Regions from separate parts of the Triticum aestivum genome. Here region 2 is linked to region 1. Evidence: chromatin contacts called from public Hi-C data. All regions are on one chromosome and are shown on one strand. The core of a region is the stretch at or near the end of the contact, and the rest is flanking DNA. Distances in the headings are between cores, read along the strand shown.

What was found. Hi-C and Micro-C count contacts between places; a contact is called where the count stands out from the background.
Region 2: a contact with region 1 is called in a Hi-C map of leaf, with 4 times the contacts expected there. The contact joins two enhancer-like sites. A contact is called at or near these places in 2 of 5 Hi-C or Micro-C datasets (both in leaf).

The regions. Positions count from the first base shown.
Region 1 is chr2B:99,078,062-99,084,807 of IWGSC CS RefSeq v2.1, forward strand. No RefSeq gene overlaps it. Among protein-coding and RNA genes, the nearest start is that of LOC123043692, 75 kb to the right of the region's middle. Within about 2 kb of position 3,725, at least 1 of the 8 cell types and tissues checked has an H3K27ac peak or open chromatin away from gene starts, as enhancers often do. A contact at or near this core is called in leaf, where this site is marked.
Region 2 is chr2B:99,441,080-99,447,825 of IWGSC CS RefSeq v2.1, forward strand. It overlaps LOC123043693 (CBL-interacting protein kinase 2), which reads left to right. Exons shown (of 2, transcript XM_044466224.1): 2 at 1-1,666. The coding sequence starts at 54. The coding sequence ends at 1,412. Among protein-coding and RNA genes, the nearest start is that of LOC123043693, 4.8 kb to the left of the region's middle. Within about 2 kb of position 3,317, at least 2 of the 8 cell types and tissues checked have an H3K27ac peak or open chromatin away from gene starts, as enhancers often do. A contact at or near this core is called in leaf, where this site is marked.

The DNA of each region.
Region 1 (6,746 bases), core at 2,475-4,974:
GAGAGAGCTTCCCGGGCTGCCAAGACTGCCAGGGTCTCCTGATCAATAATGCCATTGAACCCAATGCTTGACGCCCCCACGAATACACCATCATTGCTTCTCGCTAATGCCCCAAGGTGCCATATGGGCCAACCCAGTACAAGTTTCTTTCTTTACTTTACCCATCGGTTTTTTGAAGGTTGTATAACCTCTTTGACTGGTTTTGTCAGTTTCTTTATGTGCTTTCTCTACGGGATTCATTTCACTTTCATTCTCTGTTTTTTAGATCCTTTTTCTTTGCTTTTTTATTTTTATTCCTCCATTTATTATTTGTGAAGTTTTTCAAATTGGTGAACCATTTTGAAGTACATAAACATGTTTTGAAATTCATGAACATCTTTATAAATCCGTGAAGAATTTTTAATTTAGAATTATTTTATTTGTGAACATTTCATTAAATTTCAGGAAAATAAAAAAAATGATTTTTTGGTGATTTTTAAAAATAGTTACTATTAAATTAATGAATATTTTGAAATATCAGAACATTGTTTAAGTGCACAAACATGTTTTTGAATTAATGAAATTTCAAAATTTCTGAAATATTTTTACATATTCATGAGAAATTTAATAAAGTTGTTGAACAATTATTACACTAGGTGATTTCCCTGCGCGTTATTGCTGAAATGTGAAGATAATTTTTTGATGAATTATGTATGAACGAAAATGACCTAAACAAAGCTATATTTTTAGAAGTAATTGTGTGTGAACAAAGAGTATGCATGTACCTAGACCATTGTAGTTGCAACAACCAAACTAGGGTATGCATGTGCTACAATATAATGTTAATGGATGATGACATGGCACATTTGGTGATGTGGAGGGCTGCATTTTGAGAGAATTAGAGTTAGTAGTGATCAACTATTTTGGAATATAGGATTCATGAACATTTTTAAAATCCATGCACATTTTTCAAAATTCATCAAGCTTACAAAATTGTGAACCTTTTATATTTAGGAAAAAAATGAATTCACAAACATTTGTTCAAAGTCTTCAATTTTTTTGAATTTGTCAAGGAGGCCACCAACGCCATTTTTCCGGACCCTTAGCGTTACTATCTAGCAGCTGCACGTTTTCTCCGATAGCGAACGCATTAAGTTCTCCTATTCAGCGCTTTGAGCGCCAGTTAGGGCTGCTGGCGTTCACAAGATACGCATAGTGGGCCGGCCCAGTGAATGGCTGAAAAAACAAACACGAAAATGGGAATGTGCAGCAATTTGGGAGAGACGAGATTCGGAGTAGGGTCAGCAGCGTCGACGGCCTAACACTACAACCAATACACCGAGCTAACTTTTGCTGTTTAATAGCAGGAAACATCTCAATTTGACTAAGTATAAACTGTTTGAAAAAAGAAAACCTGAATTTCAACAACAAAAAACTCCGTGCTAGCTCGGGCATCAGTTGATACTCCAAAAAAAAAACTTGGGCATCACTTGAGCATTTAACCTTTGACCTCTCATAGTTGACTGTGTTGAATTTTCAAAATATTCAAAAAAGTCCACAAATTTTACCTTCATGAATTTAAAAAAATGTTCGTCATAATTGAAAAAAGTTCATCGAATTTCAAAAGAATTTCACAAATTTTAAAAAAGTTCACCAATTTGAAAAAAGTCAGTCAAATTGAGAGAAATTCAACCAATTTTGAAAAGTTCAACCATTTTGAAAAAGGTTCATCGATTTTGAAGAAAGTTCACCAAATATGAAAAAAAGTTAATCAATTTCGAAAAAAGTTCACTGATTTTTTCTTAGAAAATCGTCAACTTTTAACGGAATTCATCAATTTTGAAAAAAGTTTATGCCTGTTGAAAAAATAATATTCGTGGATGTGAAAAATAGTTCATGTATTTTAAAAAATCATCGATTTTGAAAAAATAGATCATGAAATTGATTTTTTTACGCATTTAGCAAAGGAAACAAAAGTTAGAAAAAGAAACAAAATCGTTTCAAAAAGAGAAAAAAAGAAGAAGAAAAAAGGAAAAAGATTTTTTTAGCTAAAAATAAATAAGAAGTAAGAAACTAAAAAAGAAAAAAAAATAAAGAAGAAGTCATGGGTTCGATTCCCACCTGGGCAGTATTTTTTAGCATTTTAGAAACAAAAAAGTAATTGATGGGCCGGCCCAGCTTGCAGGAGGGGGTGAGGGGGTGTGTACCCGTTTGCTAAATGTACTATAACGGGCGCCTGAAGCACCAATTAGGAAATGCCTAAGTTCATAGCAGGTGCACTTGGGAGACATAACATTTTACGTTCTTATAAGTTAGTTCTTTTTTTTGAGCTTACGTTATTAAGGTGCTCATTGTTCATCAAAAACACGTACAACAAAAGCCATATGTCAGAAAATGGGCTTACAATCTTTAACTGGCCTGGACCAAATTAAGGCCAGAAGTATTAGATTGCTTGGCCCTCTTGATCAGCGGGCAAACCCTGACAGCACCATCCATTCGGTTTCCGCCCCCTAAAAAAATCCATAGAGTTTCCGATTCTCAAAAATGTTTCAGTATGTTTCCATAATTCCATGTGGCTACTTTTTTCGAAATGTGGCTATTACTTACTCTATCGGAGCATGGCTGTGGTTGTGAAGAGCCCGTGCTGACCTATACGACAGCCATATTTGCCGCCAAAGACGTTCAAGGCAATAGCCGCAATACCATGCTCCTTAATAAAAACAGGGCAGGAGACACAATTTGAGTCTATGTTTGATGACCTGCTCGCCTCACCGGTTTTAATTTAGTAGACGCAATTATGCTTCTAGATTGTCTGAAGAAAACCTATCAAATGGCAAATACATATCTTTTGATGAAGAGAATCTTCTACGTGTATGGCGAGAAGTTAGGCATCCTTAAACAAATCTATTATGGGACCCAATTGTTTAAGTCGTTGGACGAAACAACTGGCCACCAAAGCTGCCAAGTTTTCTTTGGGGACAAACCGGCAAACTCTCGCTGAATCGAAGTGCACCAGCCAGTTTGTGTATTCTTGTCTTGCATATTGCAGCATGCAAGTAATGATTTGGTGTTGGAATATACTAGTAGGAGCCTGCCCCAGTTAAGACTAGCTGCTTCAGAGGACAGAGCAGGATTAAACAACAGCAGTTATGGAGTTAGTAGTCCATCATATTCAGATTCAGCATAAGAGAGATGGTTGTTTTGGCAGCACTTTAATTCCTTTTGGCTTTCCTTTTTTTTATTCACAATCAATCAGTTTGTGACAGCAACTCGTGAGTTTGGAAAATTACATGTCTTTGTTTAGTTTGAGCATAGCAAGTTGCTTGCTTCAGGTGAAAGCACCAGGAAAAGGACAGCTTTTGGCCGGTGGTTATGGATATAAATTAACAATCTTAGGAACACTTCTTCTCTAACTTTGAAGCGTTCTCATTTTATTTCGGAAAAGCCAATTCGCGGTGCTATTCCCAGACCTCCAAGGCAATTTTTTTGTTCGTTTCAACCACTTACCAGAATATGCATATATGTTGCATTTTCTGGATGTCTGCAGTGATGTGAGCATAGATATGCTGATGCTGATAGAACATTATACAATTTAGGTTTCCTACCATGCTTGGCTGTACCTCATTTGTGGTTACAAATCAACGACAACACTGCTTCACTGTATTTAGTCTCCGGACAGTGACACCATTGCAGCAAAGGCTTTTTTTCTACGCCATAGTGAAAGCTTAGCGCATGTCTGTATTAGGCCTGAACTATAAAGTAGAGCAGATATTTCCCAGCCAGTTGTAATTTTCTGATCACCGATTCGCACAGGCCCACAGGCAACCATTGAAAAAGAAGTCCAACCTTCGCCGACATGATTAGGACTGCCATTTGATTCCCGCTGTCTCTACTATATGTCTGGTTAGGTGAGTCCATTAGTCTAAGGGCATCTCCAACCGTTGCCCCCCCCCCCCCAGGACGCATAGAAATCGCCCCCTGGGGGCGAGCCGGCGATACACTCGGCGCTGGGGGCGGTTTTGCGCCCAGTCGTCGCCCCCAGCTCGCCCCCAGGCGCCGAAATTGGCCCACTTTGCAGCCCAATTTCGGCGAATAAACGGCCCATATGAGCGAGAATAGGCCCATATTCGGCATGGTTTCGCCGTGTCTCGGCGTTTAATTATCAACACAATTATTCCTTGTCACATATTTCATCACAGAAAAATCAAATACTTCAACAAAATACTACAACAACAAATAGTTCAATACAAATTATATAGTTCAACAAATAAAAACTCGTATTTCATCACGCGGCGTCCCCCTTGAGCCTCCATAGGTGCTCAATCAGATCTTTCTGCAGTTGATGATGCACCTGTGGGTCTCGGATCTCCTGACGCATACTGAGATAGGCAGTCCAAGTTGCCGGTAGCTGGTGATCAACTTCGGCTAGAGGACCCTGCCTGTAGTATGGTTCAGTGTCAAACACTGGGTCTTCTTGCTTGCTCTCGATGATCATGTTGTGCAAGATGACACAGCAAGTCATGATATCCCACATTTGATCTTTCGACCAGGTCTAAGCGGGGTACCAAACAACAGCGAATCGAGATTGGAGCACACCAAATGCCCGCTCGACATCCCTCCTGCAAGCCTCCTGAACCTTCGCAAACCAGGCGTTCTTGCCTCCTGCCACAGGGTTTGAGATCGTCTTTACAAATGTCGACCATCTCGGATAGATGCCGTCAGCTAGATAGTACCCCTTGTTGTATTGGTGCCCATTGATCTCGAAGTTCACCGGAGGAGAATGACCCTCAACGAGCTTGGCAAAACAGGAGAGCACTGCAGCACATTGATGTCATTGTGAGTTCCTGGCATACCAAAGAAGGAGTGCCAAATCCAGAGGTCCTGTGTGGCTACCGCCTCAAGCACCACACTGCAACCGCCTTTGGCGCCTTTGTACATCTCCTGCCAACCAAATGGGCAGTTCTTCCATTGCCAATGCATGCAGTCGATGCTTCCAAGCATCCCAGGAAATCCTCTTGCTGCATTCTGGGCTAGGATCCGAGCAGTGTCTTCCGCATTGGGTGTTCTCAAGTATTGTGGCCCAAACACTGCCACCACTGCCCGACAGAACTTGTAGAAACACTCTATGCTGGTGGACTCGGCCATGCGCCCATAGTCGTCGAGTGAATCACTGGGAGCTCCATATGCAAGCATCCTCATCGCTGTCGTGCACTTCTGGATGGAGGTGAATCCAAGAGCGCCAGTGCAATCCATCTTGCACTTGAAGTAGTTGTCGAACTCCCGGATGGAATTCACGATCCTGAGGAAGAGCTTTCGGCTCATCCGATAACGGTGCCGAAATGTTCTCTCGCCATGAAGTGGAGCATCGGCGAAGTAGTCGGAGTAGAGCATGCAGTAGCCTTGAAGACGATGCTGGTTCTTTGCTTTCACCCGCCCCGGCGCCGAGCCACCTCGACGCGGCTTTTCATTGATCGCCAGCAGCTGGGCGAGGGCGGCGAGCACCATCAGATGCTCTTCTTCCTGGACGTCGGCCGCGGCTTCCTCCTCCAGCAGCGCGGCGAGCTCTTCCTCCTCATCCGAGTCCATCGCCGAGACAGTCAAAAAGCCGAACACCTTGCGCGCGGTGGGCGTGTACCCGCCGTTAAACCGCGCCTCCGCGGCCGGAAACGGCAGCCGAAAACGACCAGCTGCTGCGGGAGGGGCTGCCGCGGCGAAGCGCTGCTATTTTCCGGCGGGGAATGGCCATCTACCGGAGTAGGCCGGCGGCCATCGCCGGGTTATAGCTAGTGGTGGCCGAGGGCGCGGGGGGTGCGAGGCGAGTCGGGGAAAGAAAGCCTTGACTTTTCCCCTGTCAGTGTGGGCCAGGCGTGCTTTTCCCTAGCGCCGGAGCCCCCAACGGCTCCCCAGCGCGCCGGGTTCGGCCTGTGACCGCCGGGCGGAAAAAAGGTCCGAACCGGCGATTTTCGGCGTCCTGGGGGCGCGACTGGGCCGTTTTTTCGGCGCCGGCGCCGAAAAAGTGGCCTGGGGGGCCTGTAAGGGGCACGGCTGGAGATGCCCTAAGCCGCTGAAAATGACAGGGTCTCTCCCCAGCCGCTCCCTCAACCGTTTCATAATCTTATCATTTCATGGTAGGGAATGGAAAAAGCCAGCAGTGTGCAGAAGTTTCATGGAAAAAGCCTGCACTTACTCTGAAACACTGCACCTATCCAGGCATCGATCAGATCAGAGGTCACTGATCGATCAGCAAGCACGCCAACATTCAAAAAAAAGAAAAAAAACAGCAAGCACGCCGTTGTTCTGTCCACAGACTCTGACTGACAAAATAGAGATCACGTTCTCATCAAGGAAAACGAGCAAGAGAACAAGAGTAGCAATTAGGTGCTCCCTTACTGGCCTGCATATTCCTTTTGATTTTGTCAACAAAAATTAAGCTAATTATACTGTATTTAAGAACTCGTGATGCTTAGCTCACCCGAAATGCATTTCTACCTGAGGTGTGATTCAGCCCCGGTGTTATTTTGTTAATGTATGATGGTGAGCAGTGCGAGGATCAGTCTCAGAGGACACCCAGGGGTACAGGTGTCAAGCTGCGATAGGGGCCGGGCCCACGGCATCGAAGCCAGCTTACCAAGCCTCGCCACGTTGCCCCGTGTGCGTCAGCCGAGTTTCTGACCAGGCTGTCAACCAGGGGTCGTACGTATGATGTGGCCGGTGTTTGTTCTCCTTGCCCGCAAGCGACGGCGGCAGGGCATCTCTGCACTCCACAC
Region 2 (6,746 bases), core at 2,067-4,566, 360 kb after region 1:
GTTCGGGATCGCTGCTGCTGTTCTGTGTGCGTAGCATACATCTGCCTGCCGTCATGGGGGAGCAGAAGGGGAATATTCTGATGGGGAAGTACGAGATGGGGAAGATGCTCGGGCAAGGGACCTTTGCCAAGGTCTACCATGCCCGTAACATCGAGACCTCGCAGAGTGTCGCCATCAAGGTGACTGACAAGGAGAAGGTTCTGAAGGGCGGGCTCACGGATCAGATCAAGCGGGAGATCTCTGTGATGAAGCTGGTGAAGCACCCGAACATTGTTCAGATGTATGAGGTCATGGCGACCAAAACAAAGATTTACTTTGTGTTGGAGCATGTGAAGGGTGGAGAGCTGTTCAACAAGGTTCAGAGAGGAAGGCTCAAGGAAGATGCTGCAAGGAAGTACTTCCAGCAGCTGATCTGCGCAGTTGACTTTTGTCACAGCAGGGGCGTCTATCACCGTGATTTGAAGCCGGAGAACCTTCTTCTTGATGAGAACAGCAACCTGAAGGTTTCAGATTTCGGTCTCAGTACCATTTCTGAATGCAGAAGACTTGACGGGTTGCTCCACACATCCTGCGGCACGCCTGCTTATGTTGCTCCCGAAGTGATCAATAGGAAAGGCTATGATGGAGCCAAGGCTGACATCTGGTCCTGTGGGGTGATCCTCTTTGTGCTTTTGGCTGGGTATCTCCCGTTCCAGGATAAGAATCTGATGAATATGTATAAGAAGATTGGGAAAGCAGAATTCAAATGCCCCAGCTGGTTCTCTTCAGATATCCGAAGGCTTCTGCTAAGGATTCTTGATCCTAACCCCAGCACAAGGATCTCGATTGAGAGAATCATGGAACATCCTTGGTTCAGGAAGGGTCTAGATGCAAAGCTGCTCAGATACAATTTACAAGCAAAAGATGCCGTTCCTGCTGCTGACATGACTGTGACTTCTGATCCCTTGAGCTGCAGCAACTCAGCAACAGAGGGCAAGGAACAAGGAGCAAAGAAGCTCTCCAACTTGAATGCTTTTGATATAATCTCCCTCTCAACTGGACTCGACCTCTCTGGTATGTTTGAGGACAATGACAAGAAGAGGGAGTCCAAGTTCACATCCACCAACTCGGCTTCGACGATCGTGTCAAAGATCGAAGACATTGCAAAGTGCATGCGACTGAAGCTCGTCAAGAAAGATGGTGGCATGATGAGGATGGAAAGCTTCAAGCCTGGAAGGAAAGGTGTGATGTCCATTGATGCAGAGATATTCGAGGTGACCCCTGACTTCCATCTCGTGGAGTTAAAGAAGACAAACGGTGATACTATCGAGTACCAGAAGGTCTTGAACCAGGAGATGAGGCCGGCGCTGAAGGACATAGTCTGGGCTTGGCAAGGCGAGCAGCAGCCGCCCCCGCCGCAGCAATCATGTTAAGAAGAACTGTGCCAAGTGCAACATTTTTACAATCCGAGGCAATTACCAGGCTTCCTTGTGTTTCTGTAATTTTTATTATCGAAAGTTTGTTATTCGTTTGCATTCCCCTAGTGATGTCTGTGTAAACTTCAGTTGTCATCTTCCGATGAAGATTTATTTAAAAGCATGGTGTCTTCAGAACAGATGCCAAGTCTTTGTTCAAAAAGTCTTTCCAAGGACAGTGCGTTTGTGTATGGGAAATATTGTTCACATCATCTTTTGCTCAAGAATTGATCTTCGTGTTGTTACTGTTTAACTATGGCATGCATCATGATTATATCCACTATTCTTGTGATCTGAAAACCCTAGAGGGTGACATATTTAAATCTTGTTTGATGGGTAGCTACCGGACTTTACCTAAAGGCCGAAGAGATATGGTTTTGTAGACAGCATGCTATGGGCCAGAGACAAATTGAAAGCTTTGTTCTATGTAGCCACTTGCAAAGGGTAGGAAGTAGGGAGGGAGCAGTAGCATTATTTTACAGCTGTGAAGATACTACTACTGATTAAGAACAGCACTGTGCAGATCGCCGCGCAGAAGCACCTGAGGCGAGATTCGGGCATATTCCTGTAGTTGTTTCCTCCCTCGTGGGTTTGGAGAAATAGAAAAGAAAAGGCAGAAAACCCTGTTGCTTCACAGTTCACAGTTACAATCTTTATCAAGGAGGTTCACAGTTACAATCTTTATCAAGGAGAAATAGAGTTCCAGATACCCTCTTGCTTCACAGTTACAAAGAGGAAAGCTCAAGGCAGTAGTTTTCATACTCTGCCAACTGCAGCAGTTGGCAGTTTGAGAACTGTGGCAGGTGGCATTATTTTACAGCTACAAAAGCTAGCAAGATGCTGAATAAGATTCAGAGTATAGACTGGTACAGATTGCTGCGCAGAAGCACCTGAGGCAAAGATTCGGGAATCGCTGTAGACTGTAGTTGTTTGATTGTTTCCTCCATTTGTAGTCCAAAATTCAGTCCACCTAACTGAATGATTGAATTGACCGGTAGGTGTGATGTGAGTGATGAACCTGAAGTTTTGAGATTCATTTTTTTTTTGCTTGTTATCCTCCATCACTTCGGTAGAGAGATAAACTCGTCAAGTTTAATCACCAGGGAGGTCAAGTAATATGTGGGCCAGCTCTGTTTTATTCATAACGCCGAGAAAAAAAGGATGATCTATTAAGAAGTACTCCCTCTGTCCGAAAAAGCTTGTCCCTTAAATGGTTGTATCTAGCACCAGTTTTTTTTTTCGGAAAAACTTCCAATCTATTCATCTTCAATCATGGCAGTACAACAAGCTTGAGACAAGTTTTTTCGGACGGAGGGAGTAGACAGTTACAACAAGAAAAGTCACTGCAACTGGTACAAACATGTGTAAAGAAACTCTTCCACATGCAGACAAACTTCCTTGACACATTGGATGAACAGTTTGTGTAGCGTCAAAAACTCTTCTGCCTGATTCTTTCACCTCTTGCTAACAATCAATCCAGCATGGCCCGCCTGTTGTTTTCGACATGGGTGAGCAGTGCACCACCTCCAAAACCTAACCAACGACAACATCTATCTCTCCAGAACATTCTCCGCTGAACGAACCGACCGGTGCGATGGAGAGGGCAGGCTGATTAGCACAAGTTGGCGATGCAGACAAAGGCTCCGCGATGGAGATGAGGCGATAATGGCGCTATCAGCTGCATCGCCAGCGGTTCAGGAAGGCACTTGCGGGTTCTGGCGTAGGGGCGGGGCGGCAATAATTGCTGTATGTTTTCAGTTGCTTTCAGGTTTCGGCCCAGGCAGATGCAGATGGAGGGGTCGCCCATGGCCGTGGGTGCCGTGCCTGGGTGGTGGTTGTGCAGTGCGAACCTCAGGACTCAGGATGACGGGTGATGAGGAGGACGACGGCCGACGGGTGGTTTATTGGCTTGGTTGCGCGGCGCCCACCGTGAGGGGACGGCGAGTCTTGGTCTTGCAAGCTACGGTGGTCCTTGGGCGAAAAGTAGTTGTCAGGTTAGGCTTGAAACAGAGCAGCAGCAGCTTCATTACCGATGTTTTTTTTTTCGAGGGCTCATTAGCAATGAATTTTTTAAAACGAGCCGGCGAGGCCGTTCAGGTTTTTACGGGTCGGACCGCCGGTTCACCGGTTCGATGTCTGATTTTTTTTATTATATACCATAAATAATACATTTTGTGTACTAGTGTCGTACTAAATAGATGGCTAGGACTTTGTCCCAGGTAACAGTTAGGCCGATGGATTCGCCTTTCTGGAAAGGGCTCATGAAAGTCAAGCAATTAATGTTCAATAGGACAAAAGTTGTCATTGGCAATGGGGCAACTACACGTTTCTGGGAGGACGCTTGGCTGGGCGACTCACCTCTGGCCATTCAGTATCCGTCTTTATATCGTATTGCTCAACGACGTGAGGTACTCGTGGCAACGATATTTCAATCTATCCCCCTTAATATTCAGTTTAGACGGTCATTAGCGGGTAATCGTTGGGAGGTTTGGCTCCAGTTAGTTAGGAGACTAATGGAGGTTCAACTTTCTGACCAACCGGATAAATTACGCTGGAAGTTGACTACGTCTGGGGTATTTACAGTCAGGTCTATGTATACTGATGTTATTAATACAAGCTCCATTCCAACGTCCAAGAGTGTCTGGGATGTCAAAGTACCATTGAAAATAAAAGTGTTTATGTGGTTTGTTCATAAACAAGTTATTCTAACAAAGGACAACTTAATAAAGCGTAATTGGACATGACCTACTAGGTGTAGTTTCTGTGATCGAGATGAGACAATTCAACATCTCTTTTTTGATTGCCCGCTGGCCAAGGTTCTCTGGCAGACGGTCCACATTGCTTTTAATATAACTCCACCGAATACTGTTAATGCTTTATTTGGGAATTGGCTATATGGGTTTGACTCTACAATAGCAAGACATATTCGGGTTGGAGTCTGCGCTTTATTATGGACCATCTGGCTGTGCAGAAATGATTTGGTTTTTAACAGATCATCACGAATTCATTTTTTGCAGGTTATCTTCCGAGCTACGGCGCTGATCCGTTCATGGTCATTACTCACTCCGATGGAGGCCAGGGAGCATTTGGCTACTGGATCTACCCGGTGGGAGATGGTTGCTCGGGATATCTTCAACCGGTTTGGATGGCGGTCATGTAATAGGATAGGCAATTAGTTTCCCTATCTATATAGCCAGCCGGTTGTGGCTCCTTTATTGGCTAGTTAGTGTTTCTAGCCTTCTGCGCTCTGTGTGGGCTGCTTTTCATTGTTTTCAGTTAGAGACTTTGGAATTTTGTAGGCACTTTTTGTTGCTTCTTTAATAAGATGGCTGTATGCATCACTCCTGATGCAGAGGCCGGGGCGTTCCCCTTTTCCAAAAAAAAAAAAACATAAATTTGACAAGAAAGTTGGCCAACCAAGATAGTTATTGGGCCAAAGGTGCAACATACACACCTATATCTACCGTCCTGGGTTTGAATTCCCTTTGACGCAGGTTATTTCTCTATTTTTGTGTGTCACACTGGTTCAATAGGCGGTTTTATTACTCCTATTCATGCAAAAACCAGCCGGTTTACATGGGTTTTTCCGGTCCAATTGCAGGTTGGTCTTTTTAGCTTAAAAAACCGATAGAAGCGCTAGTTCAGGTCTTTTCCGGTCCGACCGCCGGTCCAGTCTGATTATTTTAACTATGCTTTAGGGATGGATGAAGCAACTATTTTCTCCCCAAGCATACATAAATTGTGTGGGCTTTTTTTTCGCACATTGCGTGGGCTATATATCCTTCTGCATGCGAGAGCGTATACATACGGTCACTGAAACCGGGCCGTAGCATCACCAGCAACTCATGCACTGGCCACAAACCGCTTCATAATGCGCAAAGGCCTATGTCTTGCTTACTATCTGAGATCAAAAAGTGCTTACATCTAGCGATTTCATAAGAAGCCGCGGCCCAGTAGCTGCGAGTGCACTGCAGCATGCGGTATTGGGACATTCCATTGTAGTTTTAGAAAAATGAAAGATTCTGGCCCTTTTTTATTTTCCTTTTTCCTTTCTACTAGCTTATTGGTCTTCTTTTCCGTCCTTTTGATTTTCCTTTACTGTTCATTTTTACATTTTATTTGCCTTTTTTCAATTTATAAATACACATTACCATTTTTTTCAAATACATGTTAGTAACATTTCTTGTATACGCGTGACACGTCAAACATTTTTTTAGCACACGTCAAATATTTTCTGGATACGTGTTGAATATTTGTCAAAAGAACATTGGACTTTTTTAAATACATACTCAACATTTTTTAAACACATGTTCCATTTAAAAACAATCACAAACATATTTTAAATGTCATGAACAATTTTTCTAATGTGCACATAATTCTCAATTTAATGAACTTTGAAAATATGTAATGAATACAATTTAAAATGTGTGAACATATTCTTTTATGTAATGAACATTTTTAACAATTACATCAACAAACATTTACCTTTCACAACCATTTTTAAAATGGCATGAACATATTTTTAAATATGTGAACATTTTTCTGAATGTCATAAAGATTTGTTTTGAATTGTATGAAGAACTCTCAAAATTGCTGAATCAAAATTCACATATTCATGAACATCTTTGAATGTGCACTTAACATTTAAAAAAATGTAAATTGAAATTTTAATATAAATATTTAGAAACAAATATTAAAAAGGGAAGAAATGAAACAAAGCGAACAAGCATCACACATAGTACTTCATTGCTAGGCCGACCCATGTGCCCTATGCTCTAGGCGAGCTCGACTGATAGCTCGCCCCTCGCCATAGGGTGGTGAATTAGAGACAACAATTTTTAAGTGAATTTCCCTATTTTAGGGGATGTGCGGATAAAGTAAGTTCCAAGTATAGAGTACTGTAAAGGATAAACCACAAGTCTGTTGGAGATCCAGATGTATACAAGACTACTACTGAGGATTTTATGCAATCTCATCTTTGTATGTCCGAACCTCTCTCTATGGGCAAAGTTCTTGAACACTTTCCAAATTCATGAAGATTTTTTGAATTCTCAAACATTCTACAAAATTGCAAACATTTTTCGAATTCTGCAACATTTGGAGATTTGATAATGTTTTTCAAATTCATGAACATTTCAAAAATTTGACAATATTTCTAAAATGGCCGAATATTTTTTCAAATTCACAAGGGTTTTTAAATTTCATCAACATTTTTTAAAATTGAATAAATTTTTATTTATGTGAATTTTACAAATTTTTCAAAATTTTGAACATACCTGAAACTTTAAAAAT